3 separate regions of the Mus musculus genome follow, and all the other regions are linked to region 3. Evidence: chromatin contacts called from public Hi-C and HiChIP or PLAC-seq data. All regions are on one chromosome and are shown on one strand. Each heading gives the region's core, a stretch centred on a gene start, on an enhancer-like site or on the middle of the called end of the contact. The rest is flanking DNA. Distances are from core to core; before and after follow the strand shown.

The links. A called contact is a pair of places that touch in the nucleus more often than the background predicts. HiChIP or PLAC-seq counts read pairs in DNA pulled down with a chosen protein or histone mark.
Region 1: a contact with region 3 is called in an H3K4me3 HiChIP or PLAC-seq map of forebrain, with 5 times the contacts expected there. The contact joins the enhancer-like site here to the promoter of St6galnac5 in region 3. A contact is called at or near these places in 3 of 39 promoter capture datasets (embryonic stem cells, hippocampal neurons and stem cell-derived epiblast-like cells), 1 of 15 datasets of contacts at CTCF or cohesin (the NIH/3T3 cell line), 5 of 484 Hi-C or Micro-C datasets (B cells, CD4 T cells, the N1E-115 cell line and 2 more) and 11 of 115 datasets of contacts at active chromatin or transcription factors (craniofacial prominence, embryonic basal ganglia, embryonic forebrain and 5 more).
Region 2: a Hi-C map of the N1E-115 cell line shows a contact between it and region 3, with 6 times the contacts expected there. The contact joins the enhancer-like site here to the promoter of St6galnac5 in region 3. A contact is called at or near these places in 7 of 39 promoter capture datasets (cranial neural crest, embryonic stem cells, hippocampal neurons and 3 more), 3 of 15 datasets of contacts at CTCF or cohesin (the NIH/3T3 cell line, large pre-B cells and pro-B cells), 9 of 484 Hi-C or Micro-C datasets (B cells, CD4 T cells, the N1E-115 cell line and 4 more), 9 of 115 datasets of contacts at active chromatin or transcription factors (astrocytes, embryonic basal ganglia, embryonic forebrain and 6 more) and 2 of 9 other capture datasets (adipose tissue and pancreatic islet).

Annotation. Positions count from the first base shown.
Region 1 is chr3:153,275,913-153,278,612 of GRCm38.p6, reverse strand. All of the region lies in intron 3 of St6galnac3 (ST6 (alpha-N-acetyl-neuraminyl-2,3-beta-galactosyl-1,3)-N-acetylgalactosaminide alpha-2,6-sialyltransferase 3), which reads left to right. Among named protein-coding and RNA genes, the nearest start is that of Gm52634, 21 kb to the right of the region's middle. Within about 2 kb of position 1,337, at least 73 of the 459 cell types and tissues checked have an H3K27ac peak or open chromatin away from gene starts, as enhancers often do. A contact at or near this core is called in the N1E-115 cell line, cerebral cortex, craniofacial prominence and 4 more, where this site is marked.
Region 2 is chr3:153,249,415-153,252,114 of GRCm38.p6, reverse strand. The region is part of intron 3 of St6galnac3 (ST6 (alpha-N-acetyl-neuraminyl-2,3-beta-galactosyl-1,3)-N-acetylgalactosaminide alpha-2,6-sialyltransferase 3); the gene reads left to right. Among named protein-coding and RNA genes, the nearest start is that of Gm52634, 5.7 kb to the left of the region's middle. Within about 2 kb of position 1,329, at least 17 of the 459 cell types and tissues checked have an H3K27ac peak or open chromatin away from gene starts, as enhancers often do. A contact at or near this core is called in the N1E-115 cell line and regulatory T cells, where this site is marked.
Region 3 is chr3:152,980,882-152,983,581 of GRCm38.p6, reverse strand. It overlaps St6galnac5 (ST6 (alpha-N-acetyl-neuraminyl-2,3-beta-galactosyl-1,3)-N-acetylgalactosaminide alpha-2,6-sialyltransferase 5), which reads left to right and starts at 1,372. Exons shown (of 5, transcript NM_012028.5): 1 at 1,372-1,579; 2 at 2,282-2,524. The coding sequence starts at 1,565. The region is part of intron 3 of Gm46830 (a long non-coding RNA gene); the gene reads right to left.

The DNA.
Region 1 (2,700 bases), core at 88-2,587, 300 kb before region 3:
CAAAGATATTCTTCCAGCAGCTCAAATCAAATCAAGCTGGCACTTGTGGGATATGGATATCTCTAGTGATCTTCATATTCTCATCCGCAAGAACCTCCTGCGAATTGCTGTTATTTACCTTGACAGTCCTTCAGCCCAGAGTGGGCGTGGGACTTCATTATCAGTCCATAGGCTGTGATAAGGTGAAACCGGCTGACCACACCCTCTAGTTTGCTAGTGTCAGCTCATGAAGGACCATAGGAGTTTGTGTTGTATTTCCCGTGATAAATAATGTTACATGTTTGTGCCCCAGTACTTCCTTTTCTGTGACAAAAATAAGAAGATTGTTTTTTGGCCTTGGGTTCTTAGGACAGTGGGAGGAAAAATTTGGGATCAAAGATGAGGAAAACACTTTAAAGGGAGGGCTGGAATTTTCTCTCCTGTTGGCCTGCCACCTGGCAGGATACTCGGTTCACTCCCTGTGAGCATGAGGGTGGTCCTCATCTACTGTGCCACTGTTTCTTGTAGGCTACCTTGTGCAGCCAGTGTCTTCACATTCTATTTGCAGAACTGAGAGATCGCTAGTGGCTTACTCGAGATCAGAGCCCAGGTACGTGGCAGAGGCCTGATTTGAATCCTGTCCTTCCAGTACACCCACACCTCTCTCCTGAACATTCGGCTGATTGGTATGAAAAGCAACTCGTGGTGTTTTAACACACCATCTCCATCTGTAGAAATTTTGTGAAAGGCTGGTAGCCAAGCCTTCCTCTGTGTCACGTACACACTTTCCGCCTGGCACTCTCTTTGCACACCATCTCTGTCTCAGCGTGAGAGCTGTCTACAGACCCGGGCTTTCTCATTGTAATTTGGAATGTCAACAGGGGCTCCACTGTATTGAACCAGTGTGTGGACTGACACCCACTCTGGCACATGTGCAGCTGTTCTATGCTCGCTAGTAATGCTTACCCCCCAGTGACAGCAGACCGAGGTTCCTCCTTCCAGAGAATAGGCCATGCGCAGTCCAGTCGCCGTGGAAACCTCGACATACAGCACATTCCTCAGCATGCAGATGCATTAATGAGCCTCAGATCTCAGGTTTGCAGCTGCCACTGTCCATGCATCAAAGCAGCGGCATGTGGCGTGTGGGTGGCTCTGCGAGGCACAGCCTTGCCTGAATTAAATGCTTCCTGGAACCCACCGCAAAAGGTTCATTTTCCAAATGGGTTTTGTTAATTTAATTTATTTTTTTTTCTTTTTGTGGCTAGAAACCTAGAGGAAAATTGAGATGAATAAACGGGGTTAAGCCGCCCCAGGGGATGGCTTGTCCGCCGACCACTTTCCAGGCAGGGAACTATAGAACACACGGTAATGACTACTGCTTGTCAAAGGATCTGATGTGTGTTTTGCAGAATAGAACAGCTCGTATTTTCAGCACTTGATAAGCCATTCTCTAGGGAAATGAATGAAGGCTGCACGCTGCTGTCTCTGCCGCCTAAACACACACTTGTTTGAAGTGAAGGCAGCGAAAAACAAGGCAGGAGAAAACCCCCGCTGCTGCCCCCCTGCACATTCTCTCTCCATCACACATTTTCCTGTATTGTTGAAAACAAGTTCAGGAAATGCAAGAGGAAATATTCCTGAAAATGGATTCGGGCTTGGCAGAACGAGCGAGGCCGAACATGGAAAGTCACCTGTTTGGACAAGTACAGAGGATCTGCTAGACAAACAGGGTCAGAGTCCAGTCAACTCAAGAAGCCTGTGTTGGCCCTGCGGATGAATTAGCTCGGACAAATCAAAGGAAGGCCCATAGGCAAATCAAAAAACGGGCACGTTCAAAATAAACGGTTGAGTACAGATGCAGTTTTATTAGTGAGTCAGCATTGGCTGAAGCGGATGCTTGATTGCTTCAGGGGGAAATCCCATGCTCCCCCACATAATTACTCTCCTCTTTGGGGTACAATACAATTAGAACCACTTGGACTGGTGTGTAGGGATCTCCTGGTTCCTTCTGCCCTGCGTATTATTTATAGTTGCAGGTTAGGTTATACCCTGAATATCACATTTCTCACAAGAAACAATACTGAGTAGCCAGAGGCTGCCAGGTTCACTGTTCAACCCTGAGTCGTTTTGATTAGAGCCATATTTTACCACTTAAGCTGCTTTAGATTTTTCAAGCTGTGAAAACCCTGTTCTTGCATTTGGTATTCTTAAAATGGAGGGAAACCATCCCTGCTGCTTGCTTTTCTCTTCAAGAGTCCAGTGTCATGCTGCTAGCTCATCCAGGTCAAGGCAGCCTAAGTCACTGCATGTCTTCTGTCTGGGCGTGGGTGGAAACCTGAACCATTTCCTGTGGTAAAGAGCAGAAGGGCTGGGCCATGCAGAAGTCATCAGTTGAATGCAGAGAGCCAAGTCAGCCACTCATGGACCACGTGTGCTTGGGTTGGCTGATCTAGCACTGCCCATCCTAAATCAATAAGGACTTAAAACTTTTATGAAATACCTCTATAAAAATATCTCTATGAAATATAAATCTTTATGGAATGTTATTTAAAATGCATGTGTCATAGTTCTCCTCTTTCACTTCAGTATTCAGCCCTCAAACAAAAGGCTTTACCTCACCACTGGGTCTTCTTTATCTTCCTTGTGTTATTGATTTTTTTTTTTAATGCTGCACACGAAGTTGTGTGGTTCCATCTCCTGTTGCCTTCGCCCTAATACCAC
Region 2 (2,700 bases), core at 80-2,579, 270 kb before region 3:
AGTCCCCGTAGCACACTGCACACCTCTACGTTCTAGGTGGGTTCTGATCAGGAACAGAGAAATGGAATTGGTTTTCTCACAGCATTTTCCCTCTATTGTTTGAGTTGGCTTTAGCTTTTGAAAAGGCTGTATTACAGTGTTGACTCACCTTAAGCTTCTATGAGGAAGATGTCCAGGTATTTTGTAGATGAGATTGTACAAGCCAGCGTGTCTTCCTCACCTCCATGCTAGCATCGAGTCTGGAGTCTGGCCCCAGCTGTGCAGAGCAGCATTGACTTATGTTTATGGGGCTCTTACTATGCAGGCACAATAAAGTGCTTTTCATTATCTCCAGACATCTTTATAACAAACCTATGGGGTAGTTACTTATATTGTCTCTGCGTTAAGTATTTGGAAAATTACAGAGGCTGGAGAGCTGGCCCAAGGTCTCAGAGGCAGTAAATGGGAAAGCCAGGATCTGTGTTGCTGATGTGGAGTGATGTCAGATACTGAATACAGAACTGAGACATCAGACATCACTTCCAGGGTGGGCTGTATTCACAGATGTTATAGGAATGGGTGAGCAGGTGAGTGAATGAATGAATGAATGAATGAGTGAGTGAATGAATGAATGAATGGTGTATTTGTAAGTTTGTGAAGCTGTCAATAACCAATGGTGATGTAAAGCCCAATGCTTGATCATCATTCAGTCTTGATGTTCAGTGGAATTTTTTTTTAAACTATGATTTCACAACTTTAGGTTTCCATAAACTGTCCTTGGAGACACCAAGGCATAGCAGTCCTTTTGTTCAGCGTTGGTAGTCATGCCTGATTTTCAAATATCAAAATGCTAACAACAACCTCAAATTTTAAATTAGGTAGTAGCCCATTCCTAAAAGGAGTGCCCTGAGTGAGGACAGCCCTGGGGAGTGTGATATCCATCAGTGACAGATATCACTGGATTGAACGTAAAATATTTTTTCCTGTCCTAGGGATTGAACCCCGGGCCTTGTGCCTGCTGAGCAAGCACCTTCCCATTGAGCTACGTCCCAGACCACACTCGGACGCTGTATTACTATCCTTACAGTGCTTTTCCCCCTCCATTGTGAGGTTGGTACTATGCCAAATATGAACATTGCATGAGCCTGGATGTCAGAAACAGGAAGCCCATCTATCTAACCAACCGTTATCCCAAGGACATAGCCAGAAATAAATTGTTATAAGTCACCCAGGACTTGAGTCATTTGTTACCCCAGCATGCTTAACCTGAGCTCACTAACAAACTATGAATGCCTGAGGACACCCTGGCAATGTAAGGCACAGGAGCACTTCTCAGCCTCCCCCAGCAGGGGGAGAGCTTGAGCAGTGACGTCATCTCTGAGACTCGCAGAAGAGGTTCAGTCCCATCAGGAAGCAGGCCTCCTTTGAAGGTGCTGTTTTCCTCCTGTGACAGAAAAAGAATCTGCCCCTTCTGATATCATTTCTTCTCTCTCAAGTCTACCATGGCTTTGGGAAATCGGGCCCAGACAGCCCTGCCTCAGCTCAAAAGTTAGTTCACCTATTCTATTTCCGTCTGTTTCAAATATTTGCCTTCCAGTTAATTTCCTTTGTAGGAAAGGTTCTCCTCCCCAAATGATTTAACATTCTCACCTCAGATGAGGCTCCCACAGAATTTCAAATATTTAGGAATATTTCTTGTTACGCTTTTGTATCATGGTTGGATCTGTCCTCAGCTCTACTTTTGCTTTCTGGGCATGCAGCAAAAAGAGTCTTGGCTCCTGAGAAAAATATCCGTGTAGGCTATGTTTTGCCCACAGGCACTGCATAAACTTTATTTAGAGCCCTGGGTGTAGAGATGTCCTGTGTCAACACTGAAATTTAATTACTGCTGTGGACTTAAAATCCATCTACCTTCTTGCATCGTGGAGTGAATACTACCTCTTATGTGTGTTCGTTCTCCTTCATGCTTTCCAAGAGTGGGCTACGGTCTTTTTAAGCAAAGCACCTACCTGGTCCTCTCTTCCAAACAAATGGGATAAACTCTGAGTTTTGCAACTGTGTTTTCTTTGTATTATGAAGAAGAAATATTGTCTCCCGTAGCTCTGTGTACACATCCCAGTAGGCTCCGCCTCTCTGCTGTTGCTCCGCCTCTCCGCTGTTCCGTTATCTTTCATTCCGGTCGTCGGTGATATTGCTCAGCACTAGGATCTGTAAAGCACTGTCAAGCGAGCCCATTATTTTAAACTCAGGTTAAGGTAAGGACTTTAGATTTATAGACACCCACTACAGTTTCATTAAGCACAGTAGACATCTAATTCCTCTCTCTCTTTAAGTAAGAGGCTTTGTATTTTATAATGTTACATTAATCCATGTTTTAATATTCTCTCAAAATGTGTGTGTTCTCCATGTGCTGTTTGCTGTCTTTGTCAAAGTCGATGAACGCGATACAGCGGTGCCCACCTTCTGGGCCCCGGGGAGTAAGTAAATAGATGCTGTTAAGAACAGATCTGTCTATGGTGGGGTTTGCTGTTCCTATTTCTCTGTAGGATTTTGATTTCATTTAAAATGAATGGCATAAATCCCACGTCTGGAAACTAATAGAATTTCTACATTTACCTACTGATCCATAACCTTTAAGTCAGTCGATGTGTCAGTTTGCAGTCAGTGAGGCGCATGAAGAAATGCTTTAAAACTGAAATCAAACCATTTCTGTTCTCCTCC
Region 3 (2,700 bases), core at 123-2,622:
TACAATAAAGAATTGCCAAGACCCGATAAGATTCTCCTCTGCCTGCTGCCTTGCCTGTCCAGACAACGGGCACTATTCATGCCCACAGCACACATTGAATAAATAGCTAACCGCACTGCTGGCAGTATCGGATAGTATTTCCAATTTTTGTGTTTTCCTCGAAAGGCTCCATGGTGTGTGCTTCTGTCTCCTGGATGCTCATTACTGAACCAATAATTTTAACTTTGTTAATAGAGTTTGGACATGGGCCTCATACGTTAAAAATAGTCCCCGTTGTGCCATCCATCCAGCGGTAGATTAGAGAAGATTAAAGGGGGAGTTGCAAGGGCTCTCACTGTGCCTGCCCATGGTTCAGGTGGCCTGCTGATCGTTCTTAATGTGATCTTCAACCTCACACGGCTACATGTACAGTGTTAAGAGAGACATTAAGACGACTATGTTCACTGAATAATGTCACGTGGCTGAAATACGTTTTCAGCTAAATTAGAGGTTTAACAAATGCTTGCTCTAATTAGATGTAGGGACAAGAGCATACTTAGAGCAGGCTACTGATCTGAACTCAGCACTGAACAATGATCCAGCTTTTAACTGGAATCCAGGTCCTGATTGTGAAAGTATACGCCACCAGTGCCCCAGACAGCAGGAGGGACGAATCACAGCCTTCAGGATCCTAGGATGCGAGATCACTTTTTATCTTCAACAGCTAATATTTCTTCACTGACATTAGGAAGACTCTACAGTTCACGGTTAATCACATGAATGGGATGCACCGAGTGTTTCCAAAACTTTAAAATCATTTAAATGAGCACCAGGGACTTCGCAGGTTGAGTAGAAATATAAATTGTGTTCTTGGGAGCAAATGATGAATGAAGCCATTTGCATGGAAGGGTACGGTCCAAGGGAAGCAGGAGACTAATGATTTGTCAAAGCAGAATTAGGGAGGGAAAGGACATTTGAAAACAACTAGAAATTATTACAGCGGCGTAATTTTTAAGGAAAACAATCCCATGATCACATTTGCCAGGCTGTAAACACAAATGCAAATTTAAAGAGATCGATTGACATTTGGGAGGCTAACTTGTTTCTTTATTAAAATCACAAACCTGAAAATTTAGTAAATTTTCAAATGGCTACCGTGTTCAGGATCAAACTGGATTCTGCGTCCTTTTAACTTGACAGCCCCATTCAAAGATAATAAATCTTCAAACTAAGGAATGGGTGCACCTTTATGGTAACAGTCTTGCCCCAGAAATTCCACTTCACTGAGAAGATGGTTTGGGGGTTGGGAGGGGGACTGCAGAGGACTCTAGGACCCAGCAGGCGGCGGCAGGCGGCAGTGTGTGGATCGCTAAGACTCGGAGGGTCCGGCTCAGTTTTAATTCTCCTCTAATCTCTGCAACAGCAGCGCTTCCCGGTCCCGCGGCTCCTGCTCCCGCTCAGCTGCCGTCACTGCCAGGTGAGCATCTGAGCAGCCTCCGCCCCATCACCCACCATGGACAACCTCCAAGAAAAAGTGGCTCCGGACGCGCTTGCCTGAGAATTCCGCACAAAAGAGGAGCCCAAAATGAAGACCCTGATGGTGAGTCTGTTGTTCCAACTCTGCCAAGCAGAGGCAAAGACCCCTGGGATTCTGGGTCTCCTAGACCGTTGGGGAAGCCTCTCCGGGTATCTATCTCTGTGCCAAGAGGTCACCTGTCATTGGTGACAACTTTCTACCTGGCTTGGAATCCGGGATGGGCGCTAGGGATGCCTGGGCTCCTGGATCTTTAGCGAGTGATCCAAGGGGCGACTGGAGAGCAGAGGAGCAGGCTGACCTCTCCAGGGATGGAGGGTGTCCCACTGTGACCGCTGGGCACAAACTCAGAGGGGCGGGGAGGAAGCACCATCTTTGACTTTCTTGGTTTTCTTGTCGGATTTCAAACTTAGCGGGGATCTCTGCAGGAAGCCTCAGGGGGGCGAGAAGAGAGGGTGTTTGGAGGGCTGGAATCCGAGCAGCTTAGGTGGAGTCTAGATCCTCCTTCCCAAAGTACCCTGGGCGGACGCGCTCACCCTTGCACTGGTCACCGCGCGCCACCTGCCCTCCACTGTGAGACGCGGGCTGTGAGCAGCGATGCAGGAGCATCCCTGACGGGTGCGCAAGACCGTGTCACCTCTGCTCTCTGGCTGCTGGGAAGGCTGGGGCGGATGCTCCGGACTTGTGCTTGGTGCCAATAAGGAGCCAAGCTTCCCTGGTGCACCCTGAGCCACTGTCTTCTGCTCTCTCTCCCCCGCCCGCCTGCAGCGCCATGGTCTGGCAGTGTGTTTAGTGCTCACTACCATGTGCACCAGCTTGTTGCTCGTGTACAGCAGCCTCGGCAGCCAGAAGGAGCGGCCCCCGCAGCAGCAGCAGCAGCAGCAGCAGCAGCAGCAGGCGGCAACCGCGACTGGCAGCACGCAGCTTGTGGAGAGCAGTCCCCAGCCACGTAGAACCGCCCCCGCAGGACCCCGGCAGCTCGAAGGATACCTCGGTGTAGCAGACCACAAGGTGACAGCTTGTGCGCCGTCCTTCCCACCCGCCGCTCAGCCTGGGCACTCTGTACCCCTGATCCTTCCTCCTTCCTGGGGTAGTGAGCCACCAGAGCAGCTGTTAGTTTGGGGGAGCAGGAAGGTGGTACACCAGTTAGGGCAGGAAGGGCTGCATGCTAGTTGTGACTTTCTATT